Linked DNA regions of Mus musculus: all the other regions are linked to region 1. The links are chromatin contacts, called in public HiChIP or PLAC-seq maps. All regions are on one chromosome and are shown on one strand. The core of a region is the stretch at or near the end of the contact, and the rest is flanking DNA. Distances in the headings are between cores, read along the strand shown. Region 1 holds the start of Nifk (nucleolar protein interacting with the FHA domain of MKI67). Region 2 overlaps Clasp1 (CLIP associating protein 1). Region 3 overlaps Clasp1 (CLIP associating protein 1).

What was found. HiChIP or PLAC-seq counts read pairs in DNA pulled down with a chosen protein or histone mark.
Region 2: an H3K4me3 HiChIP or PLAC-seq map of the 230-238 cell line shows a contact between it and region 1, with 5 times the contacts expected there. The contact joins the enhancer-like site here to the promoter of Nifk in region 1. A contact is called at or near these places in 5 of 39 promoter capture datasets (the C10 cell line, cranial neural crest, hippocampal neurons and 1 more), 1 of 484 Hi-C or Micro-C datasets (bone marrow-derived DN3 thymocytes), 8 of 115 datasets of contacts at active chromatin or transcription factors (the 230-238 cell line, the SCID.adh cell line, bone marrow-derived macrophages and 3 more) and 4 of 9 other capture datasets (adipose tissue, embryonic stem cells, liver and 1 more).
Region 3: an H3K4me3 HiChIP or PLAC-seq map of bone marrow-derived macrophages shows a contact between it and region 1, with 4 times the contacts expected there. The contact joins the enhancer-like site here to the promoter of Nifk in region 1. A contact is called at or near these places in 10 of 39 promoter capture datasets (the C10 cell line, the HPC-7 cell line, cranial neural crest and 7 more), 1 of 15 datasets of contacts at CTCF or cohesin (embryonic stem cells), 1 of 484 Hi-C or Micro-C datasets (bone marrow-derived macrophages), 19 of 115 datasets of contacts at active chromatin or transcription factors (the 230-238 cell line, bone marrow-derived macrophages, double positive thymocytes and 9 more) and 4 of 9 other capture datasets (adipose tissue, embryonic stem cells, liver and 1 more).

Annotation. Positions count from the first base shown.
Region 1 is chr1:118,319,958-118,324,106 of GRCm38.p6, forward strand. Nifk (nucleolar protein interacting with the FHA domain of MKI67) reads left to right here and starts at 1,886. Exons shown (of 7, transcript NM_026472.4): 1 at 1,886-2,040; 2 at 3,625-3,768. The coding sequence starts at 1,936.
Region 2 is chr1:118,569,401-118,573,549 of GRCm38.p6, forward strand. It overlaps Clasp1 (CLIP associating protein 1), which reads left to right. Exons shown (of 43, transcript NM_001359328.1): 37 at 1,449-1,599. Among named protein-coding and RNA genes, the nearest start is that of Tfcp2l1, 56 kb to the right of the region's middle. Within about 2 kb of position 2,386, at least 6 of the 459 cell types and tissues checked have an H3K27ac peak or open chromatin away from gene starts, as enhancers often do. A contact at or near this core is called in the 230-238 cell line, where this site is marked.
Region 3 is chr1:118,523,059-118,527,207 of GRCm38.p6, forward strand. It overlaps Clasp1 (CLIP associating protein 1), which reads left to right. Exons shown (of 43, transcript NM_001359328.1): 22 at 263-289; 23 at 2,239-2,397. Among named protein-coding and RNA genes, the nearest start is that of 2900060B14Rik, 66 kb to the left of the region's middle. Within about 2 kb of position 2,458, at least 26 of the 459 cell types and tissues checked have an H3K27ac peak or open chromatin away from gene starts, as enhancers often do. A contact at or near this core is called in bone marrow-derived macrophages, where this site is marked.

The DNA of each region.
Region 1 (4,149 bases), core at 636-3,135:
CAGTGGTCCTGCATGGTTTCTACTTCAGTTCTTGCCTTGGTTTCTCTCGATGATGGATTTTAACCTATAAGGAACAAAATCTTGCTTCTCCCCCAGGTTGGTTTTGGTTTGTCTTATCATAGCAACAGAAAGAAAACTAGGACATCCCCAGAGGACAGCCTGCTGGAGTTGGTCCTCACCTTCTACCATTTGGGTTCTATGGTCCAGTTCAGGCCTTCAGCCTAACCTCCATAGCCTTTACCCTCAGACCCATCTTGCCATTGATTGCCTTCCTCCTTTTGTAGGGACAGGGAGGGTCTCATGTATCGCTGGCTGCCTAGATGTTGGTTTACTCAGAGTTGGAAGTAGAAGCCAGAGCTTCATAAAAGGCAGGTAAGCTCTGTGCTGAGCCTGCACCTCCAGCCCCTCTTCCAGTGTTCCTTATGTCATAACATTCCCCAAAGGGGCTTAAGGAAGCCCCATCTCCCCAGAAGTTGCTCTCTTAGATAAAGGGCTTCTTTTTTTATCCACTGAGTCTCAAAAATATTTTGCTTAAAATAATCTTCAGACCGGGTCAGTAAGGTGGCTCAACAAGTAAAGGCACTTGCCACTAAGCCTGAGTCCCCAAAACCCATACCGTGGAAGGAAAGAACTACAGCAAGTAGTCCTTTGACCTAGACACATGCGATGCAGCACAAGGGTGCACACACCCATACTCACTGACAGGCATACACTACACACAAAATCAATCAACCTGTCAATCAATTAATCTATAAGTAAATAAACAAATGGAGAAAAGACAACTGTTTCAACATAAGAAACTCTTACAAGCTTCTCCTTTTGTTTTCTCAAAATTCCTATTGTGTTACCTAAAGAAACTTACTAGGGAACTCAAGAGATGGCTCTGTGGTCAAGAGCTCACAGTCCTTAATTCCAGTTCCAGTGTTCTGATGCCCTCTTCTGGCCACTGCAGGCACTGCACATATAGGGTACATATACAGGCAAAACACTCATCGCATAAAAATAAAATAAATGGGGACTAGACAAATAGCTCACAGTTAAAAGTATTTTCTGCTCTTCCAGAGGACTTGAGTTCAGTTCCCAGTACATTGGACATCTCTCAACAGCCTGAACTCCAAGTTCAGGAGATCCGACACCATTATTCTCTATGGTCATCTGAATTCCTGAACACATACCCACTCACAGACACAGGTGTATAATATCAAAAATATAAATAGGTGTTGGATTATGCTGTGGAGACTTCCATGATGAGGACTGGTGGAATTTCAAGTCCTGAACTTGAGAGACCTCGGGGACTGGTGGAATTTTTTTCTTGTAGGGCAGGGTCTGGCCACTCTCCCACTTTTGGATGGTTAGAAAACCATTAGGGACGTTGGAAAACATGCGGGGGTGGGGGGACTGGGGAGGTTGGCCACTGGATCTCCTCAGGCAGGGGCCTGGCCACTTTCCTGCTTGAGCGTTTACAAAGTTTACAAAAGGAGCCCACAGAGGGGAAGGCTTTTCCTGTTGCACGTTGGCATGAACAGGCAACGGGCATGGCTAATGTTTGAGACTTTAAATTTGTTTTTGAGTCCATGGAGCCCAGGCTGTCTTCGAACTATGTTTATGAGAATGGCGCTGAACTCCTGATCCTCCTGCCTCTACCTCCCAAGTGTTGGGATTACAGATGGGGGCAGGGGGCGTGGCTCCAGTCACATTTTATGAGGCACTGGGTTTCAAACCTAGGACTGAGAACAAGCGCTTCACCAACGGAGCCTTAATCCGATTTTAAATGTTTTTAGTTTGTGGCCAGTAGGTGGCGCTCGAGCTGCCTCAATTCTAGACACCGGGGCCTGCTCTTTTGCTACACTTCCGCCTCTACTTCCGCTTCCGAGACGCGAAGGAAACGTCACTTCCGAAGGCTCCGCGTGGATTGACTTGTTCGGGTTCTCCAGCATGGCTGGGTTAGCAGGCCCCGCGAAGCCGAGTCTGGCATTGAACCCGCAGGAAGACTCGCAGTTTGAGAAGGCTCTGACGCAGATCCAAGGGCGCACGAAGAAGGTGAGCGGCGCGGGGCGGCCGGGCTGGCTCGGGAGCCAACCTCTCACGGGCTGGGAGACGATGGTTCCAATCAGGGGACCGAGGCAGGTCAGGAATCGGTGTGAGGTGAAGGAGGAGGGGTACCACGTGTGGGAGCATGGCACCCCCAGATCTCAGAATGTGTTAAAGCTGCCACGCTTCCGCTTTGACCTGCAAAATGAGGGTTCATGGTCTACCGCAGCATTCGGAAGGTGTGTTATGTCCCCTTAGTTTGTAGTGCTTAGAAGACGGAGTAGACGTCCCGAAGCCCACGTCCTGGGAGGATCGAGAGTCAGAATACAGCTCAGGGTCAGAATTCAGAATAGGGCTTCAACCTGTCAACCTGTCGAGTTCAGTTTGTATGCAATGTCCCTAACGGAAGTTTATAGTCCCTTTGGTTTGCACCATGGAGTGCATTGGAGAGAACGACAGCTTTTCTTTTTTTATTGTTGTTGTCCTGGGGGTCTTTTGGGAGGGTCGCTTTTGTTACAGTGTCAGTATAGGGTTTATTGTAGCCCAAGCTCACCTCACATTTGCTGTGCAGTCGAGGTCTTGAACCCCCTATATCCACTTCATGAATACACTATAGGTCACCCGGTACCCTACCTGACAGGAAACAAGTTCTTGTTCTCTGGGGTCATAGTATGGTGATAGAGAAGGAGAGTCTGCACCATGAAGGTTAACAACCGGAAACAGTTAAGATTCGGTGTAATAAACTGCCAACTGCATTCGGAGTTGAAGGTCTTGGTTTCACAGTGTTACTCTGAACATGACAGACTGTTACTTGCTTGTCCATTTAGCTCTTGAACACATGTTGTGCTGACTGTTTTGTAGGGACAGGTGGGTGTGGACATATGTGTGCCTTGGTGTGCATCATGGTGCGTGCGTGTGTGGGAGTCTGTCTCTTGCAGAGTCTGTGGCTCTGTGTGATTGAACTCAGGCCTCAGCCTTGCTCAGCAAGTGCTTAAGGGAAGAGAGATACCAAACACGGAGTTTTTCAGTTTCTGCCCTGATAGAGTTATGAGTTTGTTCCTGGACCAAGGGGAAAGAATGGTGTTGAAAATTTGTTGCAGGCCAGGCAAGGTGACTTTTACCTTCAATCCTAGTGTTGGAGAGGCAGAGGCAGGCAGATCTCCACCTAGCCTCTGAAAGGACTTTAGGAAGCTGGGTGGCGGGGACACACACCTTTAATCTTAGCACTCAGGAAGCAGGGGCAGGTGGATCTGTGTGAGTTTGAGCCTAGCCTGGTCTACAAAGCTAGCTCCAGGACAGCTGGGGCTACCCAAAGAAACTCTGTCTCAAAAAAAAGAAAAAGACATTAGAATTAATTTACTCTGAGGTTATGGAATGGTAACATACTTTCGTTGAAAAATAAAGACCTTTGCAGGGCATGGTGATATAGGACTTTAATCTTAGCATTCAGCAGTTAGAGGCCAGCCAGGTCTACGTAGTGAGTTTTGGGCCAGCCAAGGCTCCATAGTGAGATCCGGCTCAGAAAAATGTGTATACGCACAAACGTTTTGGTGTAGTATGAGTTTGTATTTTTAAAATGTTTATCTGTTTTAGCCTCAGCAAAAGAAGAAAGAAAAACTTAACCGTGGAGTAGTTTATCTGGGCCACCTACCTTCAACACTTTCTGAAAGCCACATCTATAACTACTGTGCCCAGTTTGGCGACATTAGCAGATTCAGATTGTCTAGAAGTAAGCGGGTAAGATTCTGTTCCTGAATTCAACTATGTATATTTTGCTTGTCAATTGTATGTCATCCTTTGTATTCATAGGCACAGCGTTGTTACCTACAAAGTTCCTGCTCGGGAACTTTTCACAAGCCAGGCATGGTGGCACCCCCCTTAAATCCAGCACTCAGGAAGCAGAGGCAGGTGAATCGGTTTAAAGCCAGCCTAGTTTACATCATGAGTTCGGAGATACCCACAGCTACATAGAGAGAGCTTGTCTCTAAATAAAGTAAATATAAGTAAAGTGATTTTACAAATTGCAGTGGAATCACAAGAAAGTAAGCTTGGTGTAGTGGCCTGCCTTTAGTCCCAGCACTCAGGAGACAGGGACAGGCAGAGTTTGAGGCCAGTCAC
Region 2 (4,149 bases), core at 1,136-3,635, 250 kb after region 1:
CAGCACCTGCTGTCTTCTGGGTTCCTACAGGATGGGTCTTCTGAGAGCACTTCTCTAGCTCAGAGTTAAAAAGTTCCACACACTAGCATAGCCAGGTTCTTCAGAGCAGTAGCCCGGTCTCTGGTACCAACTTGTGTGGTAACATTCTTCTTTTGCTATGATGGAACGCCATGACCAAGGCAGCATCTGGAAGAAGGTTTATTTGGGTTTACAGTTCCTGAGGGTAAGTGTGCATCATGGTGGGAGGCACAGAAGTAGCAGACATGGCGGCAGGAAGAGGAAGTGGAGAGCTCACATCTTCAAAAGCAAGGATGATGTAGAGAGAGCTTAGACATACTTCCTCCTAGTACCCACACCCCAAACAGTGCCACCAACTAGGGACCAAGTATTGAGATGTCAGCGCCCGTAGGAGACAGTCTCACTTAAACTACTCCAAATGCTTTCTCAAAACAAGCAGTGTTTAAGCTAAGCTGTTTTGGTTTTTTTTTTTTTTTTTTTTTTTTTCCCCCAAACTGTCCTTAGTTGATTGTCCCTCCATGCTTTGCTGTCATTCCTGTCTACCCATCCTGGGCTTTTTTTTAATGGCTCAGGAAAGGTGTGGGTGTTTTTTTCTCATGACACTCTGTTGAGCACCCTTTTCATACATCTAAAGACCACTTGTTTACAAACTGCAGGACACCACAAGGCTGTTCTCCTTTTTAAAAAGCATTTCTGCTTCATGGTGTATTATTATTAGTGTCTCAGAGGATAGCAGGTGGCATCACTTTTCCATAGAGGACAAGTATTATTTCTAGAAGTGTTTTTGGATGTTCATTCAGGAAGGTGGCTCATCTCTTTAAGATCTGCCTTAAAAGAATCTGGTGTTCCCAGCAAGCTCCTGGGTTAGACCACACGGGACTTGGAGCCCCAGGTGCTGGGTGAGGATAGGTCTGATTTTGAATCCCAAGCTGGTGTTTTTTGACATAGGGCCTTGATTGTTTCTCTGGATTGGATTCTGGTGTGCCTGCCCGGCTCTTGTGAAGTGGTTTGTTTTGCTCCTCAGAAGTGTCTAATTCTAGCTTATTTCCATGTGCCTGCTCCTCTAGAGTTTGTACATTTGAGACCAGTAACAACTAAAGTAGCTTTTTTTTCATCTTCAAGATAAGAAAGTTCCTTCCACCATCATCCCTGTGCACATCCAGTCACCTCGTCACTCCTGCGTTCTCTCACCCTCGTGCTTTTGTTCTCTCTGGTCCCCGGGGGCTGGTGTACTGTCTGGGGCTGGCTGTGACATGGAAGATGGCCAGTGGCAGTGCCCTGACAAGAGCTCTGTCCCCTTTTGTTCCAGTTAACCGAAACCCAAGTATAATGAGTCCTACTTTAAACTATAAATCAGCTAGGCCTGTGTCCTGGTTTTATGCACATACCTCAGTTTTCCAAAAAATACATTTTTTTTTTTTAAATTATAGCATGCTGGACTATGATACAGAGAACCTGAACTCTGAAGAAATCTACAGCTCTTTGCGTGGAGTTACAGAAGCCATTGAAAAGTTCAGCTTCCGAAGCCAGGAGGATCTAAATGAGCCAATCAAACGAGATGGCAAGAAGGATTGTGATATCGTGAGTATCCCGGGCCAGGGGATGGCTAGCTAGCAGTTAAGTGGCAGCAACTAGAGACTTTCCCCCACTCAACTCCCTGGAGACAGTGTGTTCTGTTCTGGTGTTAAAATAATAGTAATTTTTAAAGTCTAAGGCAGTTTTAGAACATTTCAGAAGAGTGGTTCTCAGCTTCTGTCCCTTTGTCTTGGGCATGATTTCATTCTGTAATGCCCCTGAAGTACTTGCCACTCAAGCATGACGGCCTGACTCCTCTCCCCAAAACCACATAAAAAGAAAGTTTGGTGCAAGTTGGTTGTGGTGAATGAAGTCCCAGCACTCTAGAGGAAGAGTCAGGTTGATGTCTGTGACTTAGAGGCCGGCCTAGTCTCCAGAGTGGGTTCCAGGATGGCTGGAACTACACAGAGAAACCCTGCCTGGAAAAACAAAAACAAACTAACTAAAAAGCTTGGCATGCTGGGATGCCTGAAGGCCAACTCCAGGAGCCACAGGTCCTTGAGCAGTGGATCACCAGAGGCCATCCTGCTTCTCATATAGTTACCTTACGATTCATAGCTGTAGCAAAGTTAGTTAGGAAGTAGCAACAAAAATAATTTTAAGGTTGGAGGTCTCCACAATATGAGGAATGTTTTAAAGGGTTGCAGCACTAGGAAGGTTGAGAACCACTGCACTAGACAGAAAGAAATTAGCAGTGGGTCCAGCAATCTCCTGGGCTCCTGAGTCAGGCTGCTGTGATCTGGTCTGAGAAGGAGAAGGAAGTGAGCAAGCAGGCAGCAGTCTGTTCATAACATCATGGACTTAGCTGTGGATGGGTGTGGATGTCAGGGCCCATGATCAACTGAGCAAACTGATCAGTGGTGTTGGGAGCTTAGGTCAGTGGCTGAGACCAGAGTAGAGACTTGAGAGGCATTGGAATGATGGGAGGGGAGCCAGGGTCATACTTCATATGTTTAACAAGGACAGGAGTGCCTTGATGAGAACTGAAAGGAGTAACTTGACAGGAGAGAGTAAAGAAAATGAGGCATGAGAAACCTCATGCTTCCAAGGGCCCCATGACAGAGGGGAAGGGACAGGTGTTAGGGATACAGGGACAGAGAGGGGGTTAGAGTGAGACACTAACATACCATACAGCCTTCAGTTCCCAGTACCCAAATGAAGCAACTGCCTATAACCCGAGTTCCAGGGGAGCTGATGTCTTTCTTTTGTCTCCCAAGGTCTCCTTTACATACTTGGTGCACATAAACTCACATAGGTGCACACCAACTCACACATACAGAAATTTTAAAAACACAATGTAGTCATCCCTCATTACCTGCAACTCTGCAGTGCCTGAGTCCCCTGTATCCTCAAGTGTACTTAGGCTGTCACTAGATGGCATAACACCTACTAAAACGTTATAACAGAAATGCTATGTGGTTGTTACACTGCCATTTAGTAAGCAGTGATAAGAGTAGTTGGCTCATCAAGAAAAAGACAGTGACCTAACGCGAGCTAAGTTTGACCCCTGGAACTCACTTGCTGGAGGGAAAGAACCAACTCTCACAAGTTGTTCTCTGACCTCCACATGTGTGAATGAATAACCCCCAACCCCCATTAAAAAAATAAAAGTTTAAGAACATAGTCCATACACATTTAGTTTGGATACCAGTCTTTTTTTTTTTAATTAGGTATTTTCTTCATTTACATTTCCAATGCTATCCCAAAAGTCCCCCATACCCTCCCCCCACTCCCCTACCCACCCACTCCCACTTTTTGGCCCTGGCGTTCCCCTGTACTGGGGCATATAAAGTTTGCAAGTCCAATGGGCCTCTCTTTCCAGTGATGGCCAACTAGGCCATCTTTTGATACACATGCAGCTAGAGTCAAGAGCTCCGGGGTACTGGTTAGTTCATAATGTTGTTCCACCTATAGGGTTGCAGATCCCTTCAGCTCCTTGGGTATTTTCTCTAGCTCCTCCATTGGGGGCCCTGTGATCCATCCAATAGCTGACTGTGAGCATCCACTTATGTGTTTGCTAGGCCCCGGCATAGTCTCACAAGAGACAACTATATCAGGGTCCTTTCAGCAAAATCTTGCTAGTGAGTGTATGCAATGGTGTCAGCATTTGGAGGCTGATTATGTGATGGATCCCTGGATATGGCAATCTCTAGATGGCCCACCCTTTTGTCTCAGCTCCAAACTTTGTCTCTGTAACTCCTTCCATGGGTGTTTTGTTCCCAATTCTAAGAAGGGGCAAAGTGTCCACACTTTGGTCTTCGTTCTTCTTGAGTTTCATGTGTTTTGCAAATTGTAACTTATATCTTGGCTATTCTAAGTTTCTGGGCTAATATCCACTTATCAGTGAGTACATATCATTTGAGTTCTTTTGTGATTGGGTTACCTCACTCAGGATAATGCCCTCCAAGTCCAACCATTTGCCTAGGAATTTCATAAATTCATTCTTTTTAATAGCTGAGTAGTACTCCATTGTGTAAATGTACCACATTTTTTTGTATCCATTCCTCTGTTGAGGGGCATCTGGGTTCTTTCCAGCTTCTGGCTATTATAAATAAG
Region 3 (4,149 bases), core at 1,208-3,707, 200 kb after region 1:
CTACTTTCCCTTTTGCTGAGAGCTGGGGTGTGTGCTGAGAGGCAGACAGCTCGGCTCATGATAGAGGATGTTTCACGAACAGATCTAGAATACGTGTTAAAGCAGTGCTGTTCCTAGAGCAAAGCATGCTCAGGGCCTTAGCGATGTTGCTACTGTGCTTGTGAATGAGCCTCTTGTGTTGTGTCGCATGCTGACCTTCTGTATTGTGTTATTGTCTTTTAATCCACTCTTGCCTGTCCTTTGGTCTGCTCTGCTAACGAAGGATCCAGATCTGCTAACCCTGCTGGTGGTAAGCCATTTCTCTTGCCTTTCTGTTTTCGTTGGCACTCTGTCTCGGCTGTGCTCTTTGCTCCGTGTTAATTTCTCTGATTTATGCTTAAGCTTTCTGTAGTTTCCTGTATTTTCAAATTCTAGAGTTTGAAATCTATTTCTTTTTTGCCCTTGACATAGCTTAATAATTTATTTTATGTTCAAGTCTTAGGATGGTTCTTCACATTAATGTGCACTATAGACTTTTACAGTGATTTTCCTTCCAAACTGTGTGTAGTTTAATCACTATTGGGTATTAATTTTCCTGTGTAGCCAACAAAGTGAGTCATTTGAATGATGATAATTTTAATGTGTGCTATTTATTTTTGAGACATATTGTAAACTATATTTTTAAATCTTTATTCTGTAAGAAAGTAATTTGTGGGTAAGTGCTCTTCTTGTTCTTCTAAAGGGATTTTGTATTATTTTTTTCTATAGGTCATTCTATTCTATTCTAAATAATAATTATTTATATTTGTTTTTAAATTTTTTACTGCCATCTCTACTTAGGAGATAATCTGTTAAGTGGCTGTCTGCAAGAATTCTATTGTGCAGAAAATGTTTATAACCATATCTGGATATTTAGCTATTAATAAAGATTAGTAGTTCTGATATTTATTTATGGCTTCTGATTTTATTGCATATTTCTCAGGGAATGTACCTCATGTGATTTCCCTTTTACAAGGTTTTTTGTTTTTTGGGGGGTTTCTTTCTTTTTTTCTTTCTTTCTTTCTTTCTTTCTTTCTTGAGATTTGCTTTGAGGCTTAGTACAGATTTAGTATTTGTAAAATTTGATGTTAAAATGAAAAAAAATATGGTTTTGGATATACACATGTGTACAAGAGGAGTCTGTGAAGTCACATTGTGAAATGTTGAGAGAGTTGGGTGTAGTTACACAGACTGAGTTGGGCGCAGCATCACAGGGCACAGGCAGAACTCTGGTTGTACATGAGGCTGTTGCTAACGGGGTGTCACGCAGGTCATGGTTATGTATCCTGCATATGCTTGTTATTGAACACACTGTGTATTCAAAGTTTTGATTGCTGCCTCTGTCAATTTATCTGAGGTTATCAGGCTTTCTAGAAGAGTCTTTTAAAAATTGTGGCTTTCCCCGTTTTTTCCTTATGTTCTTAGCTCTTCCCAGTCTATATTTCAGCTGTGTTGTTGGGGGTAGATGTTTGTACTGGCTGTCTCTGTGGTCACTTACTCTTCTACCACTCCTTGTGCTTTTCCTTGTTTTGCTTGACTTTTTTGCTGTTTGATTCTTATAAACAGTGCATGGTTTATTTCGTTTATGTGTATCTGTTTAGGGTCTAGGCTGTAACTCAGTAGCACAACACTCAGCTAGCATGACGAGACTTAATCTCCAGTAAATGAAGTAAAGTGTAAAACTTCTGACTTTTAGTAGATGGGTGATATCCAGCCACATTCCTTATAGCTACTGATCTTTAAGCTTATGTGTACCACCTACTCTATGATTTTTCTTAAACCATTTCTAGTTCTTTCATCCCCGTGTCTTCCATTTGTTAGATCAAACCCATTTTCCCTCAGTTAATGTCCCTCAGTTTGTTATGTTTCTGTTTCTCCTGTGATTTACTTAATTTTTAGGGCATCAGTTCTTAGGGCTTGGGTGTGCGCTTCTGGGAGAGCTTGCTTGGAATAGGTACCCCTGCCATGTTGTTCTCTATTAGAAACTGCACCTCTACTTCCAGAGGTGTCTCGTGGGTCTTCTAAGCAGAGGTGTTAGTTCCTAATAGCAGTCCTATGTGCCCACATGTGAAGAACAGCATTGCCAACTCAAATGCTATTTTTATATAAAAAATTCTTAATGTTTCATGCAAATTCATGTGTGAAAACTTATTCCTTTAGTCACTGTGAAGTGTCACCTGATTCTCAGCGTCTCTCACCGTCATTTTGCTTCACTTTTAGCTGGCAGCCGGTCAAGTTCCCCTGGGAAGCTTTTGGGAAGTGGACTTGCTGGGGGTTCCTCCAGAGGCCCACCGGTAACACCATCCTCAGAAAAACGGAGCAAGATCCCCAGGAGTCAGGGATGTAGCCGAGAAACAAGTCCTAACCGGATTGGATTAGGTAAGGATCTCCCAGACTTGAAACTCCACTCCCAGCATGGCTGTCATCTCGGTTATGATGCAATCACTGTCTGACACGGAAAGCAGGGCTCTGCTCTTGAGCTCAGGAAGTTACTTCAGCTGTGCTTAAAACTAGGCTCTTTGTGCGCTTATACAGATTACACTGAGATTTCATCAGAGTCAAAAACTGTGGAACTTAATGCTTCCAACGACTGCGGTGGGACTTTATCACTAGCAAAGCACTAGCATTGGAAAACTAAGAATTCCTTTTCTTATTAGACCCCTTCACTCTTCATTTTCCTTCTATTGAATTCATTCTAGTCATTAACATATATTAACTTTCAAAAGTATTTCAGGGTCCCTCTTTTTATTTTGATCTCTTACACTCAAATAATTTGACATAATTTTGTTAAAACTTGAAAACTAGAGATTGCTGGACACCAATCTAAATCCGCACTTTACTGTTGTGTTGGCTTTCTTTATAATAGGGGTAGATACAAGTGATTCTCAGTACCTTACAGACACTCCAGCGCGTATGTCCCCTCTCAATGTAAAAGTCTTTCCGACTATAACACCACAAACCACTATTTATCCGTGTATGTACTTGCATTATATATCTGTCAGCTTCCTTAAGTACACACACTTATTACTTTAGAATAAGAGGACTATATCTTTAACTTTTCTTGTTGGCTTAGTTTTTTACTCATTGATTTTTCTCAGCCTTTTTTTACTAGACTGTTCACTGTGTACCAGGTCCTTTTTTAGACCCAAGAATTAGAAGATTTTTTAATCTTAGCTTCTCAAGTCCAAAGCCTTCTAGTCTATTGGGAAAGGGTGGGGATGTGAAACTGCACGGTATACCATGGCAGGAGCTCAGCACATCAGAAAGGAGGCTCGTTTCCCCATGTCTGCTTGATCCTCCTAGATCTCCTCATAACACAGCTGTCCCAGAATACGTCCTGCTTTGAGGTCAAGGAAGAGATGCTCTGTCAAAGAGAAAAGTAGTGCCAGAAGCAGCTGGGCAAGGACTCGTGAGCCATGTGGGATGAATGGAGACCGAGGGCAGCCGGACTGGGTGGGCTCCGACCGGGGCAGAAGGCAAGGAGTGGGAACATTTAATTTGAACTCCGTTTCCAGGAGGAAATGTCTGAATTGCCGAATCTGATAACACAACCCATCTTCTGCTTTTGCCTCCAGTTTTGTTAGGAAGACATTTTAAGTCTAGGTGTGACTCCTCCACTGTCTTTTCCACTGTTGACTTCTGCAGTTTATGTGCGTTCTCTGATTGCAATGTATTCTACTGTTATATCTAAACACGGTCTGTCCTGCTTAGGGCACTTAGAGGTTTACCAAAGGTGCTACTTATATCAGTTCCTCTTCTTGTCGCTGTGATAAAACACCTCACTATGGCAGCTTAGGGGAGGAGAGGCTTGTTTTGAATCTCGGTGTAGGGTACAGTCCCTCATGTCAGGGAGGCATGAGACAGGAGTGTGAGGCAACTGCTCACACTATACATGCTGTCAAAAATGGAAGAGATGGACACTGGCATTCAGTTCACTCTTTTGTTTATTTAGTCCAAGACCCCATTCTACAGCATGGGTCTTCCTACTCGAGTTTACCCTGTCAGGAAACTCCCTTACAGACATGTCTCTTTGGTGACATGTCCTGTCCAGCTGACAATCTGCTAACTACCAGACAACCTTTCATGTTCTTCTTGAAATTAGGAAATGATACAATTTCAGTAATCTAGTAC